Regions from separate parts of the Sus scrofa genome. Here region 1 is linked to region 2. Evidence: chromatin contacts called from public Hi-C data. All regions are on one chromosome and are shown on one strand. Each heading gives the region's core, a stretch centred on a gene start, on an enhancer-like site or on the middle of the called end of the contact. The rest is flanking DNA. Distances are from core to core; before and after follow the strand shown.

The links. Hi-C and Micro-C count contacts between places; a contact is called where the count stands out from the background.
Region 1: a Hi-C map of liver shows a contact between it and region 2, with 6 times the contacts expected there. The contact joins the promoter of HDAC6 here to the promoter of GLOD5 in region 2. A contact is called at or near these places in 3 of 47 Hi-C or Micro-C datasets (embryonic fibroblasts, epiblast stem cells and liver) and 1 of 2 datasets of contacts at active chromatin or transcription factors (alveolar macrophages).

What each region holds. Positions count from the first base shown.
Region 1 is chrX:42,916,570-42,920,658 of Sscrofa11.1, forward strand. HDAC6 (histone deacetylase 6) reads left to right here and starts at 1,342. Exons shown (of 29, transcript XM_003360315.5): 1 at 1,342-1,492; 2 at 2,563-2,685; 3 at 2,770-2,898; 4 at 3,038-3,126. The coding sequence starts at 2,593. It overlaps LOC110257658 (a long non-coding RNA gene), which reads right to left and starts at 1,354. Exons shown (of 6, transcript XR_002340570.1): 1 at 1,269-1,354.
Region 2 is chrX:42,873,679-42,878,300 of Sscrofa11.1, forward strand. GLOD5 (glyoxalase domain-containing protein 5) reads left to right here and starts at 3,356. Exons shown (of 4, transcript XM_021079705.1): 1 at 3,356-3,504. The coding sequence starts at 3,442.

The DNA.
Region 1 (4,089 bases), core at 92-2,591, 41 kb after region 2:
AAACGAATCTGACTAGCATCCACGAGGACGCAGGTTCAATCCCTTGCCTGGCTCAGTGGGTTAAAGGATTCGGCATTGCACTGAGCTCTGGTGTAGGTCTCAGACACGGCTCCAAACTGGTGTGGCTGTGGCTGTGGCTGTGGTGTAGGCCGGCAGCTACAGCTCCGACTGGACCCCTAGCCTGGGAACCTCCATATGCTGCGAGTGCAGCCCTAAAAAAAGAAGATGAAGAAAAGAAAAGAGAAAGTGAAAGAAAGAAAAGGAAGGAAGAAAATGCCCCAGAGGCCAGTATGTGGCCTGCAAAACCTAAAATATTTACTATCTGGCCCTTTACAGAAAAAGTTTGCCAACCTTTGTTGTACAGAAACCTCCCTTCTGACTATACAAAAAAAGTGGGTCTTGGCCCTTACAAGACTCCCTACTCTTTCACTTTGCAAGCATCACCTCAGAACGTTCCTCTGTGTTTATCACTGCATATACATGTTTTCTCTGGCGTACGTGGAGGTGTAAAGGTCTTTTAGCTGCGACCCTCTTCCACTGGGACAAAAGACACGTTCAGGTAGGAAAAGAGTGGAAGGGAAGACTAGGTTGAAACGGGTTTGCAAGAGTGTCAGAGGGCCCAGCTACTGGGCGGTGGGGCTGTCAATCTGTTGGTTAGTCAGCGATGCTGAACCCCAGACCCCTTATCTCTCCCGCCCCAGCCTACAGCCCGGTAGGAAATGGTGAAGAATGAGAGAGGGAGATTAGGAGGACAAACCGGCCTCCTGCGAGGCTGATATTCAGACATTTAGCCATGGGGTGGGAGAGAGTTGGGAGGGCGCATTGTGGGGGGGGGGCGCAACTCCCCCCTACCCATACACTTTCTATTCCAGCTTGCGTGCAGAGGTTACCCACTGGAGGGAGCAGACAGGAAGAGCTGTCACCCAAGAAAAACTCCCCTCCCAAGGTCCATTCTGACTCCCCGGCACTATTATCACAATTTCCCAGAGGAGGAAACTGAAGCACAGAGTCGTTCAGTAACTTGCCCAAAGTCACATGGCTAAGTCCCATAACCTCAGTTTCCTTATCTGCAAAGCAGCCTTAGTACTGGGAAGTACCTCATAGAACTGTGGCTTACGACAATGCCTGTCACATACAACTTGCTATCGTCACGATCATTCCCCCTTCCATTCCACCATCCATTTTCGCGGCAGACTATTAATAGCTAACATTTGGTGAGTGCTTCCTTGCGTACCACCTTAGTGAATATGAACTCAGAAAATTCTCACATTTGTCATCATCACCACTCCCTTTTTGGCCGCCACCAGCCTCGTCCAATTTCCACCGCGCTCCAGGCCCAGCCACCAGCCCGCCCGCGCTACGTCATCACGGCGCGCCGCGCGGGAAGCCAGGGGGCAGGGAGAAGACGCCCTTTCCTAACTCCCTCGCTTGCTTGCTTGCACTCTTGAGTCACCGCACGGTACAGTTGGCGCGAGTCCGGTGGGCTCCTAAGGTAACTGGACAGGGACAAAGAAACCGCGGTCACGACCGCCAGGGTGACAGCTGTGGCGATTGGGGGAGGGGAGAAGCTTGAGCCCGAGCGCCGCGTCAGGCAGCCGGCGCGCGCTTCACGCAGGCGCGGCACGGCCAGCGTCGCGCACTGACGCGCTGATCCGCCGTTTGTGCGTTCCGCTGGAGGCGCAAGGCCGGCTCTCCCCGGTGTGGGCGGGATCGGGGCGGGCTGTAGAGAGATCTGGCCCAATGGAAAAGAGAGGCTCAGGCACCCGCGGCCCTACAGGTCGCCGAGAAATTGGCGGCGCGCGCCAAGGGCGGAGTTTGAGAAAGGGGCTGCGCCAAGTGAGTGGAGGGATTCGTCAACGTCGACAGCGGGGGCGGGGAGGGGGGGGCGGGTCTGGGGGAGGGGCTCGGAAATGGCTGTAGGGGCTTGGGGAAGCGTTTGGGGTTGGGCCTGGGCAGGGGGTGGAGCCTGGCGGAAGGGAAAGGGCAGTCCCCTGAGGAGCTGGGCTCCTTGAAACGTTAGGGGCGGGATCTAGCCTAGTGGAAGGTGCCGGTCCAGCCCGATAAGGGGTGGAGTTAAGTGGATCGTTAAGGGTGGAGTCGGGGCCCGGGGCTGGGGCTGGCTGAGTGAAAGGGTGGGTGATTATCCTGGGAGATTGGCTGGCCAGGGCAGGTTTGCGAAGGGGTGGGGTCTGGGCGAGGCTTTGAGGAATGAAAGGATCTGGGAATGGGGCTTGATAGAGTGAAAGGGGCGGTGATTAGCTGGCAAGGGCTGGCTTAGATCAGGACTGGGCCAGGGGGTTAATTGCTCTGTGAAAGAGCCAGACCGAAAGGGTAAAGAATAGTGTAAAGGGGTGGAGCCTCGTGGAATGGGCGGGACCAAGTGGAATGGACACCCCCTTGGAGGGAGAGAGCCTTGAGAGAGGCGGAGTTTAGAGGTGGTGGGGAATAGATAGCCTAAGGGATGGAGGCTAGCGTAGGGGGCGGGGCCTGGGAAGGGGCTGGGATGAGGGGTCTTCAGGGCGCTCGGGGCCCCTTCTCAGTCACCTCCATCCCACCCCCCAGAACCGCGTCAGGGGTGAAGTCTCCCCAGCCATGACCTCCACCGGCCAGGATTCCACCACAACCAGGCAGCGAAGAAGTAGGCACAACCCCCACTCCCCCCCACACGACTCCAGCGTCACCTCGGTGAGGCCCCTGACCGGCCCTCTTGAGGGGGAGGGGGAGCAGTGGGCCGTGTACTGGACTCTGACCCTTCTCTCTGTTTGGCAGAAGCGAGGTGTTAAAAAGGGTGCCGGACTCCGCTCCAGCCCCAATCTAGCGGATGTAAAGAAGAAAGGCAGAATGAAGAAGCTTAGCCAAGCAGCCGAGCAAGACCTAATCGTGGGGCTCCAAGGGCTGGTGAGAGGGGGCCTGGCTGCAATGTAGCCTCCTGTGACAATCAAAACCGTGAGGTTCTCCATCCTGGAGAGTGTGGGAGGTTCCCTCTGACTCAGGCTCTCAATGCATCAGCCTTTCCCTTTTTTCTTTTTCCTCACAGGATCTGAACCTGGAGGCCAGGACACCGTCTGGCACTGGCTTGGTGTTGGATGAGCAGCTAAATGAATTCCACTGCCTCTGGGATGACAGGTGAGGCTGGCTTCTCCAGGCCATACTCAAATCACACAAACATACACCCTTAGAGCCCATTAGCAAGAATGAATCCTTTCTTACTCTAGCACATGACCTAGGGAGACGAGGCTCAGGCTCGAATGGGTTCTTTTCATTTAGTCAACACATATCTATTGAGAGCCTACTGTGTGCCCAGGGATGGTGATTACAGATGTATCAGACCAGATAGACAGGGATCCTTCTCCAGGAGCTGACAGGCGATAAGGAGAGCAGGTCATCAAACAGCCGCCAGCAGTGTGAGGTGTTTTCATGAAGAAGGACTCGAGACCAGGGGAGTCAGAAGTGTTTAATAGAGGACCCTAGACTAGCATCCAGGGTTCCCAGGAGGCTTCCTTGAAGAAGGGATGTCTGTGCTGATACAGAAGAGTCACACGTTGCAATCTATCAGCACATCCTTTTGGCTCTATGTTCAGAATCTCACCTCTCCTCTCCGCCTCCATTGCTGCCACCATCATCTCTGACCTAGACTTGCAGAGGCCTCCCACCCTCAGCCCTGCTGCCCATGCTCCCCCTCCACGCCAAAAATATGTATAAGATGATGTTCTCTCTCTTTAAGTCCTTCAAGGGCAAACTGTTGCCCTGAAGGTAAAGTTCACATTCTTCACCCCAGCCTCTTGGCCTCTAAGGTTCCACGTGATCTGGTTCCCTAGCACCTTGGTGACCTCATCAGCCAGTCCTCCCCCTCATTCGCTTTGCTTCGCTTCACCTCACACACACTGGTCCCTTTACTGTGCTTCCAACATGCCAGGCACTCCCTCCCCTCAGGCCTTTACTCTGGCCAATGCCCTTTCCAGAAATTCACTTCCACCTTCTCTCCCAGTTAACAGTCATGTCTCCAGGAGACCCTCAGAGAGGGCTTTGCTTGGCCACTCCCCTTCCCCTGAGCTTCAGATTATTCCTAGCCATGTCATTGTTTGTCTG
Region 2 (4,622 bases), core at 2,106-4,605:
CAATCGGACTTGTAGCCGCTGGCCTTTGCCGCAGCCACAGCAATGCGGGATCCGAGACGCATCTGCGACCTACACCACAGCTCCCGGCAATGCCAGATCCTTCACCCACTGAGCGAGGCCAGGGATCGAACCCGAAACCTCATGGTTCCTAGTCGGATTCGTTTCCGCTGTGCCACGATGGGAGCTCCCCGCAATGGTATATTCTGACACGATACTAGATTCCTCAGTGGTGCCACTCCTGCACCCCCTCCGTAGCTGGGACCGAGAGGGGCTGCTCATGCCTAATTCAGGAGATGGTTTTTGTCCCTAGCTCCCTCTGACACCATGAAATGGTTGGTCTTTTCTATTTCTATTTCCCCCCAGTAGGCCATTTCTATTTCTCTCCAGTAGGCCATTCAGTTTCCACATTCCCCCTCCGCAACCACACACAGGCACACACCCAGCCACATCCCCAAACAGACCGTCCCAGCCCCAGCCCTGGCAGATCTCATAGAAACCAAAGGCCAAGGCAGCCAGCGTCCTGGTGCAGACCCCGCCCCACCGAGAGCAGTGAAAGAGCCAGTAAATGCACCACTGATGACAGTGAAACCTTGCAGGACCTCATGAAATATCTCAACAAAAAATTGGACATCCTCTTCCCCAACTAGAGTGTCAGGTCCACTTGGGCAGGGACGTGGGTCTGTCTGTCTTGTTCTCTGATGTCTCCCCAGCACCTAGAACGGTGCTCAGGACACAGACCCCATTCATCAGGGGTCTGTTGAATGAGTGAACCCTTTGACCCAGCCATTCCACTTCTAACTCCAACACGCATACACAGGCGCAGGGCTGTGTGCACAAGGCCCGTAGCAGCAAATGACTGGGAAAACCTTGTAAATGTCCATTTCTAGCCACTGACTGTTGCAGAGTGACATGTATGGTGGGAGCACCTACCCAATGTGATACAGAATGAGTGGCTCAGTGGTGAACGAATCCGACTGGGAACCATGAGGTTGCAGGTTCGATCCCTGGCCTTGCTCTGTGGGTGAAGGATCCGGCGTTGCTGTGAGCTATGGTGTAGGTCACAGACAGCTCAGATTTGGCGTTGCTGTGGCTCTGGTGTAGGCCAGCAACTGCAGCTCTGATTCAACACCTAGCCTGGGAACTTCCATATGCCGCAGGTGCCCCCATAAAAAGCAAAAAAAAAAAAAAAAAAAGAAAAGAAAAGAATCTGAAACTCACATGCCCCAGGGGATGATGGTGGACAGCTCAAGGTAAGGTGAAGAGCAATGGGGCTGAGGACTGTTCCCTCTCAGTAGTGAAGGGTGAGGGTGGAGTGAAAGAGGGATGGGGATAGGGAGGCCTCCAGAGCTCACACCTCAAAAGGATTCAAAAACATTACACCCTGGAGTTCCCGTCGTGGCGCAGTGGTTGACACAGTGAATCCGACTAGGAACCATGAGCTTGCGGGTTTGATCCCTGGCCTTGCTCCGTGGGTGAAGGATCTGGCGTTGCCGTGAGCTGTGGTGTAGTTTGCAGACAAGGCTTGGTTCCCGAGTTGCTGTGGCTGTGGTACAGGCCTGGGGCTACAGCTCTGAATAGACCCCTAGCCTGGGAACCTCCATATGCCGCAGGAGCGGCCCTAGAAAAGGCAAAAGGACAAAAAAAAAAAAAAAAAAAGAGAAAGAAAGAAACATTACACCATGGGACAAAGAACACTTAATAGCTCTAAGATCTTGGCTTGGAAACAGACAATTACGTTAGAGTAGTTATACTCTAACTCAGATTATCCCTAACTTTGTACCCTGGACATAGACTCGCAAACAGATCAAAGATCTCACACTCTGGAGACACTTTAAAGACATCAGAGGACTCACACCCTAGAAGAAAGGTTCCCCCCAATACTTGGGGATAGGTGGCTTTTCTATGTTGTTATTACAAAGTAATCTCTTACAGGAGTTACCTAGTGGCTCGGCAGGTTGGGAATCTGGCATTGTCACTGCTGTGATGTGGCTCCCTGGCTCAAGAACTTCTGCAGGCCATGGGCGTGGCCAAACCATCCCCCCCAAAATAATAATCCCTTACACATATCCATCTTTTTTTTTGCCTTTTCCAGGGCCGCTCCCACAGCATATGGAGGTTCCCAGGCTAGGGGTCAAATCAGTGCTGTAGCCACTGGCCCACACCAGAGCCACAGCAACTCGGGATCTGAGCCTCGTCTGCAACCTACACCACAGCTCACAGCAACGCCGGATCGTTAACCCACTGAGCAAGGCCAGGGACCGAACCTGCAACCTCATGGTTCCTAGTCGGATTCGTTAACCACTGCGCCACGATGGGAACTCCCACATATCTATCTTGTTATGGACTGTTTATGTCCCGCTTCCAAAACCATGTGTTGAAGCCCTAACCCCCCAATGTGATAGTATTAAGGGCCTTTGGGAGATAATTAGGGTTAGACCAGGTCACGAGGCTGAAGTTCTCATGGTGGTATTAGTGCCCCTATAAAAAGATACCAGACAATAGAATTCCCGTCGTGGTACAGTGGTTAACGAATCCGACTAGGAACCATGAGGTTGAGGGTTCGATCCCTGGCCTTGCTCAGTGGATTAAGGATCGGGCGTTGCCGGGAGCTGTGCTGTAGGTTGCAGACACAGCTCGGATCCCGCGTTGCTGTGGCTCTGGCGTAGGCCAGAGGGTACAGTTCTGATTCGACCCCTAGCCTGGGAACCTCCATATGCCGCGGAAGCGGCCCTAGAAATGGCAAAATGACAAAAAAAAAAAAAAAAGATACAAGACAACATGTTCTTTCTCTCTGCCAGGTGAGGACACGGAAAGAAGGTCGCCGCCTGTAAGGCAGGGAGAGAAATGTCATCAGAACTTGACCATGCTGGTACTCTGATCTTGGAGTTCTGGCCTCCAGGATGGTGAGAAGATAAATTCCTGTGGTTCTGGCAACCCCGTCCATAATGCTATATTATGGTGCCCTGAACTGGCAAGGGCTCACCTTAAGCCTTTACTTCCTTTCTTTCTTTCTTTTTTCTTTGCTTTTTAGGGCTGCACCGGTGGCATATGGAGATTCCCAGGCTGGGGGTCAAATCGGAACTGTAGCTGCCTGCCACAGCCACAGCCACAGCCACAGCAACGCCAGATTCCAGCTGCATCTTCGACCTACACCCCAGCTCACGGCAACGCCCGGTCCTTAACCCACTGGGCGAGACCAGGCATCAAATCCACAACCTCACGGTTCCTAGTTGGATTCATTTCTGCTGCGCCAGGACAGAAACTCTAAGCCTTTACTTTCGAGGCCCTGAGTTTCATGTCAGAGTCCGTGTACTTGCACCACCTACCTCTGTCACCACCAGCAGTCCTCAGTCCGTGGCCCTCCCATTCCTGCCCCTTGATCTCCAGGCACTGAGCCAGAGGGTTGTCTTGGAGCCCCAGGGGCGAGGACACTTAGCCTACATGCTGTGCCGTCTGCGCTCCAGGCTGCCAGCCAGGATGTGGAGCAGGACTTCGGAGAAGCAGGTGCATGGGGTGGCAGCAGGGGGGCTTGGGCACAGGTGTCGGCGCCAAGGCTGGGGGTCCCTGGCTGGACCTGGGAGCCTGCTTCCTTTCCATGCGGGTTATCCCCGTATGCTGTCATCCATTTTTCCATCCTCCTCTCTCTTCCTTCCTCTTTCAAAGACAAGCAGAGGGCAGCAGAGGGACACGGGGACTGTCTGCTCTAACACAGGCTCAGCCGGCAGCCCGTCTGCTGGAGGGGCCCTGGGCTGAGGTTTGGCGGCTCCGCTCTGCTCCCTCAGGGCGGCTATGGGAGCCAGTTCAGCCAGGGCCACCAGGATGGGGTGGTGCGGGGAGCGGCCAGGAAGCAGCACCGAGCTTGAGGTTTGCTAGAATTCCAGGGAACCTGGCACCCAGCACCCTGAAGGAGACCTTGAAAAGGACTTTGTAAAAAGATAGAAGCCTTCCCTGTGGAGGAGGCAGGGGGGAGCGTATCGTATTTTAGAGATGCTAGATTTTATATATTTATGCATGTAAGACACATATACGGTTGTTGTGAGGAATAAAATCGATTATATTTTGTGTAGGGTTTAGAAGAGGGTTTGGCACTCAGTAAGCTTAGGTGATTACGACGTCTGGTTGCCTACCCTCAAGCCCTCAGCCTCTGCAGCTGCCCCGCAATGGGGTGCCCTGAAGGAATTCAGGATGGAGAAAAACAGGATATGGGCCCTAGCTAGTTAAGATGCATATGTGAGGAATTATTTTAATGACCCCAGACTCTTGTATCTTTCCATACAAAGAAAAGCCCTAAAATCATTAACTTGAGATGTCTGTTTTTTGTGATTAGCTGTAACCTTTTAATGTTCGACTCCAGGGTTGGTTTTTTTTTTTTTTTTTCTTTTTTTTTTTTCCCCAGCCAAAGGCCCTTCCCTTACGTCTTTGGATCAGTTCCTCGGGGCTAAGGGGCTGTCTCCTGGGCTATTATCGTCCTGGTCCTAACTCACAACTTTTAGGTTGTGCGTTCTTTTTCAGTTGATCATCATTTTATAAAGCAGTCTCCCTAACTTCACCTCAGAGGTCCTGCATGATCTGGACCTGCCTTCCCCCTCCTCCTCCTGTCTCACTCACTCTTGGATTCTAAG